Regions from separate parts of the Hordeum vulgare genome. Here region 1 is linked to region 2. Evidence: chromatin contacts called from public Hi-C data. All regions are on one chromosome and are shown on one strand. The core of a region is the stretch at or near the end of the contact, and the rest is flanking DNA. Distances in the headings are between cores, read along the strand shown.

Region 1 (4,971 bases), core at 2,256-4,755, 590 kb before region 2:
ACCTTACGCGAGAGCCTTATTGACTAGCCGGCGGGTCCCATAGCCAGACGGGACCTCGCAGCCGGCGGGGCCCTCCAGCGACAAGACAAGACCCCCGTGGGCCCCCTGGCCAGCCGGGTCCAACTCTTGTACTTTTATCCATATTGTAGGTCGGTGGGTTCGTCTATAACACCCCCGGCCCCCATCCATGCAGAGGGTCTGTCAACTTAGCATACACACGAACCACATAGGAGAGGCAGACACGAGCCGGCAACTCCTTCTTCCTCCTCCGAATACAGCTCCAGGAGCACTTTGTAGTTCCATTCATACATCATACACTCCGGCAGGATTAGGGGTGTTATCTCTATGGAGAGCCCTGAACCTGGGTACATCGTGCATTCCATGCTTGTATCAACCTCGTTCCCAACGTCCTCCCGTGCCACCTCGGTTCCCACCATCTTTAGCCTACCCATGGCTTATGTTGTGAGTATTCGCCGATACCAGATGAAAAGCTTAAACCCTAGATCAAAATAGCTCAACCAACACTGCGAATCAGGAAAAGATACAACCGTTGACACAAAATGTTTCAACCTTAGATGAAATAAGTTCCAGTCAGATGATAGAGAGAGCGTTAATCAAGTGATGCTCAAAAATGAAAAAAGTTTCAAACGTTTTAAGAAAAGCTTCAAGTGTGTATATAAAAGCTTTAACCGTGTATATAAAAGCTTCAACCGTTAAGAAAAAAGCTTCAATCAAACACTGCAACCAGGAAAAAAAGTTGCAAACGTTGATAAAGAAAGCTTCAACAGTATATGCAAGAAGTTTAAACCGTTAAGAAAAAAAGCTCCAATCAAACGTTGCAACTAGGAAAAACGTGGCAAACGTTGACGAAAAAAGCTTCAACCGTATATGCAAAAAGCTTCAACCGTGTATATAAAAGCTTCAACTATTAAGAAAAAAAGCTCCAATCGAACACTACAACCAGGAAAAAAGCTACAAACGTTGACACAGACAGCATTAACCATATATGAAAAAAAGCTTCAACCGGCTACCACAAACAAAAAAGTTGTGGTAGCAGCCCGGGGTCATCTCCGTCATTGCCGTCACCCCCCGGTCGCCGTGGGGTTGGGACACGTGGACATCATCGTTGTCCCCGTTTTGCATCATCTCTCGTGGTCTCGTCGCTCACCGTCATCGGCCGCATCGGTCGTCGGTTAAGTTCCATCAAGCGAGATAGCGTAGCGCTGGTGGAGTCATCGTCGGAGCGCCGGAGAAGGTGCGACGCTCGCCGACAGCGCCTAAGGTCGCCAAGGGAAGGGAGGAGGGGAAGGAACAAGAAGATAAGGCAAAAAAGTGAGAGAAGGATGTGGAAACGCTAGATCTACTGCGATCAAATGCGAGCCAAGCTATCGGCCGAACGTTTCGGTCGGTGCGCTGATGTAAAACATTTTCCAATTTTAAATGTTTTGTGAGTTTTGATAAAGGTTCGTGAGTTGAGAACATGAATCAAATAATAATATTTTAAGAATAGGTTTTGCTAGATTCAGCTAGCTGAGCTTTATGTTTGATCTCATTCACCATTTAAACATTTATTTTTTGAGAACAATATCCAAACAATTCGATTAAAAAGCGGGGACCTCCTATACGCCGCACGTCGCGAGAGAGGGTCACCGCAACGCACTGGGGATAGATAACCTAGGGCAGGCCATTTGCGTTAGTGTGTAGTAAAAAATGAGTAAAAGTGAACGCGCCATGACGAATTTGACCCAGCGACCAAAGGAACTTGGGGTCGCGCCGCTCCCACTGGAACCAGATCAATGTTCTGTCCGACAATATCCTGCGATTTGTTATCGAAAATTGCAACCCAGTTTAAATAACTACAGGCCAGAAAAGTATTTTCTGCTTATTTACTTTCTTTTTTTATTTTTTGGTTTTTTTTCTTTTTTTCCTTTTTTCCTTTTCTCTGAAAATGAATAAATGTTAAATTTTCCATCATTTTTATAAAACATGAACATTTTTTAAAACGATTTTTTTGAAAGCACGAACAAAATTTTAAATTACGAACATTTTTTGAAATTTTGAGAACAAAATTTAAAATCGAGAACTATTTTGAAAAATCAAGAAAAATTTGGAAGCGCGGACAATTATTTTAAGCATGAATATTTTTTTAATCTTGAGAATAGAATTTTGAAACAGAGAACAATTTTGAAAAACCCTGAAAAAAATTGAAAGGGTGAACAAATTTTTAAAGCACGGATATTTTTTGAATCTTCAGACAAATTTTGAACCCAAGAACAATTTTCAAAAATCCTGAATAATTTGGAAGGGCGAACAATTTTCTAAAGCACAAACATTTTTCGAATCTTGAGAACAAAATTTTGAAACGAGGAATGGTTTTTAAAAACCCAAGACAAATTTGTAAGCGCAAATATTTTTTTCAAGCACGAATATTTTTTTGAATCTTGAGAACTAAATTTTGAAATGGTGAACAAATTTGAAAAACCCCAAACAAGTTGAAAGAGTGAACAAATTTTTAAAGCATGAACATTTCTGAAATCTTGAGAACAAATTTAGAAACCAAGAATAATTTTGAAAAGTCCTGAAAACATTTGGAAGCACGAACAATTTTTTAAAGCACAAACTTTTTTTGAATCTTGAGAACAACATTTTGAAACGGAGAATAATTTTGGAAAATCCTGAACAAATTTGGAAGCGCGAACAATTTTGTAAAGCAAGATTTTTTTTGAATCATGATAAGAAAATTTCGAAACAGAAAAGAACTTTGAAAAAACCCAAACAAATTTGAAAGCGCCAACAATTTTTTAAAGCACAAACTTTTTTTGAATCTTGAGAACTAAATTTTGAAATAGAGAACAGTTTTGAAAAACACCGAACCAATTTGAAGGAGTGAAAAAAAAATAAAGCACGAACATTTTTTGAATCTTGAGTACAAATTTTGTAACCGAGAATAATTTTGAAAATTCCGTAACAAATTTGGAAGCACGAACATTGTATGAAACTGAAGATTTGTTTTTGAAATAGAGAACAATTTTGAAAATCCCAAACAAATTTGGAACCGCAAACAATTTTCTAAAACACGAAATTTTCTTTATCCTAAGAATAAATTTTGAAACCGAAAACAAATTTGAATCTTAAGAAAAAAAATTAAAACGCAGAACAATTTTTAAAAAATATAGAACATTGTTTTAAAATAGAGAACATTTTTCTGAAAATACTGAACATTTATTGAGTATCCAAAACATCTTTCGAAAACTAGAACATTTTTCGAAACAGCAAGAGAAAAGAAGTAAAAAGAATAAAGAAAAAAGTAAAGAAAAAGAAAAAGAAAAAAACCTGTTCAGGGGACGTTCTAAAAGTTTCTCAAATCGACAGGATCCCAAAACCGGAACGCGACAACCCAATGGATCAGCCCATTTAAAAATCGCTCCCGTCCCCGCTCTGTGCGAAGCCCGACACCGCTTCACAGAGCGGCAAATAAGTTATTCCTAAGAAAGTGCGCCTCATATTGTGCCGATATTGGAGCAGCGATGTCTCAGGTCCGTGACGGCCTGTTTTGGGTTCTTCCGTTTATTATCACGATGGTAGCCTGTCCGGGCCAGTCACCTCCCGCCATGTTTTGATTTTTGGAAACGGCCTTACTTTATTTCTCCTTTATGTGTACACTTTCTGGACCATGCATTTTCTATTTTGGTCATCTTTTCAGCATTTTATTAGTTTTTGGGAAATTTTTGTGCAAGTGGTCCATGGTTTTAAAAAGAGATTCTGTAACTAGTTTTTTGTTGCAAACCATCCAAATGCTAGATACCGGAGATGCTCATGTTGTAAAAATAAATCATGCAACACAATCTATGTTAAAAATAATAATCTACTCCCTCCGTTCCTAAATATAAGTCTTTTAAGAGATTTCACTAGGTGATTACGTACGAAGCAAAATGAATGAATCTACACTCTAAAGTTTGTCTATATACATCCGTATGTAGTCCTCTAGTAGAATCCCTAGAAAGACTTATATTTAGGAATGGAGGGAGTATAACACAATGCATGTTGTAAAAACAAATCCGGCAACAGCATCCATGTTGAAAAAAATCCCTAACACGACCGATGTTGCAAAAAAATCCGCAACAAGACCCATGTTGCAAAAAAAGATCCGCTAACATGACCATATAGTAAAAAACCCGCAACATAATCTCTGTTGTAAATGTTTTCATAATAAGACATCCGTTGCATGATAGGATTGTTAGATCTGACTGCTCGTTAGGCGACGGATCTTTTTTGAAAGATCGGCCGACCGACGCGTAGGAGGCCCCTTTGTTTTTTCACTGTTTTTGTTCTTTTCCATTTTTTATTTCACTTTTCCCTTTCTTTTCCGTTTTTCTTTTTTGTGTTTTAGTCCTTTGTTCTTTTTACTAATCTTTTGTTTTCTCTTGTTTCTGTTATGTTCTGTTCTGACGACATCAAAACCAAGCATCCCGTGTAGATGTAAGTGTTTTTCCCGTGAGTTTTTTTAGTCAAAAAATGCGATTTTGCTGAAACTCAGCTAGCTGAGTTTTAACTATGGTCTCAATCACTTTTCTAGCTCTTCAATTGTCATGATAAGATTTGTGATGACTTTTGTTCGTTATCGTGCAAGCGATGGGTGTGAGCCTCGTCTCTACAAGGGGCAGCCTATGTACGTGAGTTGTACCCATAACATTTCTACGAGCCTAGAAACGAGCCACGAGTTACTTTTGCTTATTTGCATGAGCTGAGCTACGTGGGATTTCTTCTTCTTTTACCCTAGCCTTTTGCATGTTTTGTTATTTGTTTACTATTGCTTTCACGCATAAGCAGTTTTCTTTCTTTTTTGCACATGAGGGATGAGCTCTTTGTAATGACTTATTTTTACCTTTTTCTCGTGATTAATTATTGTGTTTTTTTTGCTTTCGGATTTTTTTTCTTAGTTTACTATGTATAGTAGAACAATGTTTCAAT
Region 2 (5,082 bases), core at 744-3,243:
CATATACTTATGTGGGTAAATTTGTGCTATTCACTTACCAACATATACTTAAGTGGGTAAATTTCTGCATCGCTGATTGCAGGTACTATATTGGTGCTACAATATCAAATAACGACGCTTCTGTATTTTAGATGGTGGGAGGGTGTGCTGGATTGATATGTTCTTGTAAGCCGGTTGCTGATGATTGACTTGAAAAATCGTTGGCACGGTCAAAATTGTAAACCAAATCCAAATTTGGATAACTCAATTGTAAGAAAGGGATTCGTAATTAGGGAACATAGTGTATTTAAACAATTGAATGAGATAACTTGATAAATTGTTGACTCGGTCAAAATCGAGTGACCCAATTGTAAATTAAATACCTTAAATAATTGAGAGGCCTTAAAAATTAGAAAGCATAGTGTATAATATAAAATAATTAAACGAGAGAGCTTTGAAAAATTATTGACCTCGTCAAAATTGGGTCACCGAATTTCAATTAAAGATCTCAATTGAACGTGAGTTGTTTAAAACTATGGAGCTTAATGTTATAGAGGATTTTCCAGCATCTTGCAACTATGACCATACATATTTATGTACTCGGATTCTTTGACAAACAAGGCTAATAGTGAAAGGACTCTCATATAATAATAATTAGGTAAACTCTTCCCTAGGTTTGTCCGATCTCAACAAGTTCTTGGAAATATAATTCACTAACTATCATGGGTGTTTCGCACAATGCTAATTGTTTTCAGGAAATATAATTGTTCCCGCCCCTTCATCCATGTCCGATTACTTGTCGTGTAATTTAGGAGGAGAGCAAGAGCCAAGAGAAGCAAAACTAAGGCTTTGTTTGTGCATGTGTTATGAAGGTTTTCGATGTGTGAGGTTGATCCTCCCATGTTTCCGTAAGGCGCATGTGGCCTAACTATGATATGAATGATGAATTGGTTTGCTAGAGAACCCTTTTTGATGAGGGTTTGTCCCTTGTCGTGTCATGTTACCACACCGACCTGCTTTCAATTGGGGTCGAGTACCTCATCTTCATCGATGCTTCGTCATCAAGTGGTTATTTTCCTCGTTGTAATGTTCGACGAAACCAACTACTCCAACAACTCATCTACCCCCATCGCACTATTTTGTGATCGATCCAATCTCGATGCTACGATGATTACTAAAATAACAATCTCAACAATGACTTCACCATGATGCTTGATTTGCCTCGTCAAAACAAATGAATCATGACCATGTAACCTACTACCTTTGTGTGGATTTATTAGTTCCCATCGTATTTTGATTCAAAGTTTCATCACATATTTTACTAGTAAAATGCTAGTGCATGTAAAGAAATTATATTGTTGCATTCGTATTTGAATGTACTCCTACTATGCAATGACATTATTTTTGCTCCATATAACTTATATTTCATGATTACTCCTTCCGTCCCTAAATATAAGTCTTTTTTTAAAGATTTTACTATAGGACTACATACGAAACAAAATGAATGAATCTATAATCTAAAATATGTAATCAGTTAGTAAAACTTAAAAAAATAAAATTTAAGAACGGATAGTAGTTATTAAAGTTGGTCATGGGCCTTTTGGAGAGAGATGGTGTGGAAGGCCTCGCGACAGAGACGTCATGGGCATTTCTTGGATACGGCTAACGTTTGTTTGTTCGAGTGACGGCGGCGCGGAGCGGAGAGAGACCTTGGACCGGTTGGAGGGCGTCGTCGCCGTGATGAAGGTCTGACAGCGAGCGAGCGAGCGAGCGAGCCAGTTGCCATCGGACATGGATTGACGGATGGATGGACATGGATCCGTCGCGAGGATGTACGTATGTGCCGTGCCGATTCGATTCGATGCGACGCGCCCCCGCTGCTGCTACGGCGGCGGCCGGGTAGGCAGCCGCAGCCGACTAGCCCGATGACGCAGCGGCGCGGCGCGAGAGTGACGGGCTACTCGCTACTGGTGTGGCCGATAGAATGATCCGCCTCGTTCCGCACACCTCACCTCCCTTCTCCCTCCCTCATAAAATCGGGAGACCTTTCCCTCCCTCCCTCCCTCCCTCCATCGTCTCGTCCTACTCACACTCCACCTCCCCTCTCTCCCTCCCTCGCCGCGCCGTGCTCCCTCCACTCCACTCCACTCCACTCCGCTCCGCTCCATCGCCCCAGGGCGCACACGGGATCGGGCGCAGATCTGCGCCCCACCTCCCCACGCGCTCGCTTCCCACTCCCCGCCTCCCCGCGCCAGGCGGCCTGGCTTAATTCCGTTACCAATGCGCTCTGGGTAGGGCATGAGAGGCACTGGCGGCGGCTTGCCGGCGGACCAATTCACATCGGGATGGACCTCAGCGTCGCCGCCGCCGTCGAGCTCGGCAAGCGGGGCCGCACCGAGGACCAGGACCAGGACCAGGGCCACGGGGACGCCAAGCGGCTGGCGCTCGTGCCGTGGCCGCCGCACCAGCAGCACCCCTCCTCGCGGATCTACCGCGTCTCGCGCGGCTCCGGCGGCAAGGACCGCCACAGCAAGGTCTACACGGCCAAGGGCATCCGCGACCGCCGCGTCCGCCTCTCCGTCGCCACCGCCATCCAGTTCTACGACCTGCAGGATCGCCTTGGCTACGACCAGCCCAGCAAGGCCGTCGAGTGGCTCATCAAGGCAGCCGCCGCCGCAATCGACAAGCTCCCAGAGCTCGAGGCCGCCGCCTTCCCCAACCACCCGGCCTCAGCCAACAAACAGTCTTCAGCTCTTCAACCGGAGGCCCACGGCTCGCAGCCTCAGCAGCAGCAGCTCACCAGATCGGCCTGCAGCAGCACGTCCGAGACCAGCAAGGGCTCCGTCCTCTCGCTCTCTCGCTCCGACAGCCGAGTCAAGGCCAGGGAGCGCGCGCGTGACCGGAGCGCCTCTGTGAAGGACAAGGAGGCCGGAGACGACTCGGCCACCCGCGCCCCCTCGGCGCAGGCCGCTTCCTTCACCGAGCTGCTCACTGGATTGGCGGCCGCTACCCCAGCCGCTGCTCAGCACAAGCACCACAACTCGTGGCACCAGATGACCGCGTCTGCCACCGCGGACTACCTCGGCTTCGCCCAGCCCCGGAAATCCGGGCACGGGATGCTGCACACCTTCGCCTCCCCGGCCCCGCACCTTGGCAACATTGCGCCCGTCGCCATGGCCCCGGGGCAGCACTTCAGCTTATCAGCTGGCGGCGAGCCGCAGACGGAGATGCCGCACTTCTCCTTCTCGCAAGACCACTACATGCCCGTCCATGCGGCGGCAACGTCGGCTCCGTCAGTAGACTACAATCTCAACTTCTCCATGTCCTCGGGTCTTGTGGGTGTCAACAACACCAGGGGGACCCTTCAGTCCAATTCGCAGCCGCACCTCTCCGGCCACCACCAGCAGCAGCAGCTCCAGAGGCTGTCTACTCCACTGGATGCTCCGCACATACCCTTCTTGTTCAGCCCAGCCGTCGCGGTGGCCTCCCCCACCACAGCGGAGAGCCACTTCGGCGCGGCGGCCGCATTGCAGCTCTGGGAGGGGTTCAGGCACTCCGACATGAAGGAGAAGGGCAAGAACTGATCAATGGCTGTGCAATGCAGCGCTTCTTTTGGATGGTAGGTGATGAACTCTCCAAATGCATACGTTTCCTTTGCTTTTTGGCTGCTTGTGTTTTTAGGCCTTTGTTTAAGGCTGGGATGCTTGCCCATTGGCTAATTTGATATGATTATCTTCCCCTTTTGGTTGGTCTCGAGGTGGCCTTGTGCCCCTAAATCCCATAAAACACTCGGCCTGTTCTTGTGCAATTGACGAGTGTCAAAGCTTTAGGGGGAGGGAGCATTAGGCTGAACTTTACTACAGGTGTCAATTCACTACTCACCGGAGAGGGATCTGTTTTGGTGTTCTGTTCCCCCCCAACCATTATGTCACAGGAGACAGGCCAATCGCACGGTTTCTGGTTACCCGGCATTGTATTTTTAATGCCTTAAATTGTAGTAAGCCCAGGCTACGTTGTTCTAGTATTGCATGAAGGGGGTCAGCTATATGATCAAATGCACTAACAGAAAATACAGGATGAATACAATATCTAAATAGGATTTGTCATGTAGTCTAAAAGTATTTCCTGAAGAGCTTTTAATCGTTTAGGTGTAAATAGAGGCGCAGTCCAAAATTTCTTTCTAGATTTTTTTTGTTCTTATTCAGCAGACATTGAAACGTCTTCAGCACAGCTGAGTATTCAGCCGTGACGAAAGTGAATTCATGTGCATATCGTGACAGATATTTTCCTTAGAACTGGCTTTATACATCTTAAAAGTCAAACTGCCATATTTCATTGAACTTCTTATTTATTAGGAGTGAGATGCTTTGAAACTTAACCTGAAGAGTACAACTATATTTCTTTCTATCGAGAACTTGAAATGTTTTTGTGCTCAGATACGGTTTGAGAGCACTACAGCATTTAGAGCATCTACGACCACAGTGCCCTAATTTGACCCTCTATATGTCTGTGGACATGTACGTCCGCAGACCCAATCACCCATCATTTGTCTGCGTCCGCAGTTGTCCCCGTCATATCCGAACCCACAAATCCATGCAACCCCATGCAACGTGATCAAAATTGCACGCACATAAATTGAACATAGCATAGTTCATAGATCGAGGGCCACAAGGATTGCGAGCTCCTCGTCCGATTCCGTCGCAGGGCGTCCCAAACTCCCACATCCACGGTGTCAGCAGCGAACGAGGAGCCGCTGCCGGATCCAGCCAAATTCGGGTGAGGGAAGGGGGAAGACGGGGAAGTGGAGCGGACGAGGAGACTGTGAGGAGAGTGGAAGCATCTAGTGGCTAGGGTTTGGTCCGGGTGGAGTTTTAGTGGGGTCGGGGTGGGCCTGATCCTACATGGCTGCTGCGTCCGGACCTCCCCATATTCCGCCCCACATATGGGCTGGATAAGGGTGCCGGATGTTTGGGCTGTGTTTGAGGGTTCCAGTTGAGTGGCTAAATTTGGTCCGGGCGGTGTCCTGGTTGTACGCCCGGGTGTTTAGGGGGTGTGGGGGGAGTGGGGGGTCCGGTTGTAGATGCTCTTAGTACATAAGTAAGG

Evidence for each region. Hi-C and Micro-C count contacts between places; a contact is called where the count stands out from the background.
Region 1: a contact with region 2 is called in a Hi-C map of leaf, with 3 times the contacts expected there. The contact joins the enhancer-like site here to the promoter of LOC123426259 in region 2. A contact is called at or near these places in 3 of 6 Hi-C or Micro-C datasets (leaf and seedling) and 1 of 1 datasets of contacts at active chromatin or transcription factors (embryo).

What each region holds. Positions count from the first base shown.
Region 1 is chr2H:353,168,960-353,173,930 of MorexV3_pseudomolecules_assembly, reverse strand. No RefSeq gene overlaps it. Among protein-coding and RNA genes, the nearest start is that of LOC123430075, 31 kb to the left of the region's middle. Within about 2 kb of position 3,505, at least 2 of the 3 cell types and tissues checked have open chromatin away from gene starts, as enhancers often do. A contact at or near this core is called in leaf, where this site is marked.
Region 2 is chr2H:352,573,988-352,579,069 of MorexV3_pseudomolecules_assembly, reverse strand. LOC123426259 (transcription factor PCF6-like) reads left to right here and starts at 1,993. Exons shown (of 2, transcript XM_045110058.1): 1 at 1,993-3,598. The coding sequence starts at 2,325. The coding sequence ends at 3,563.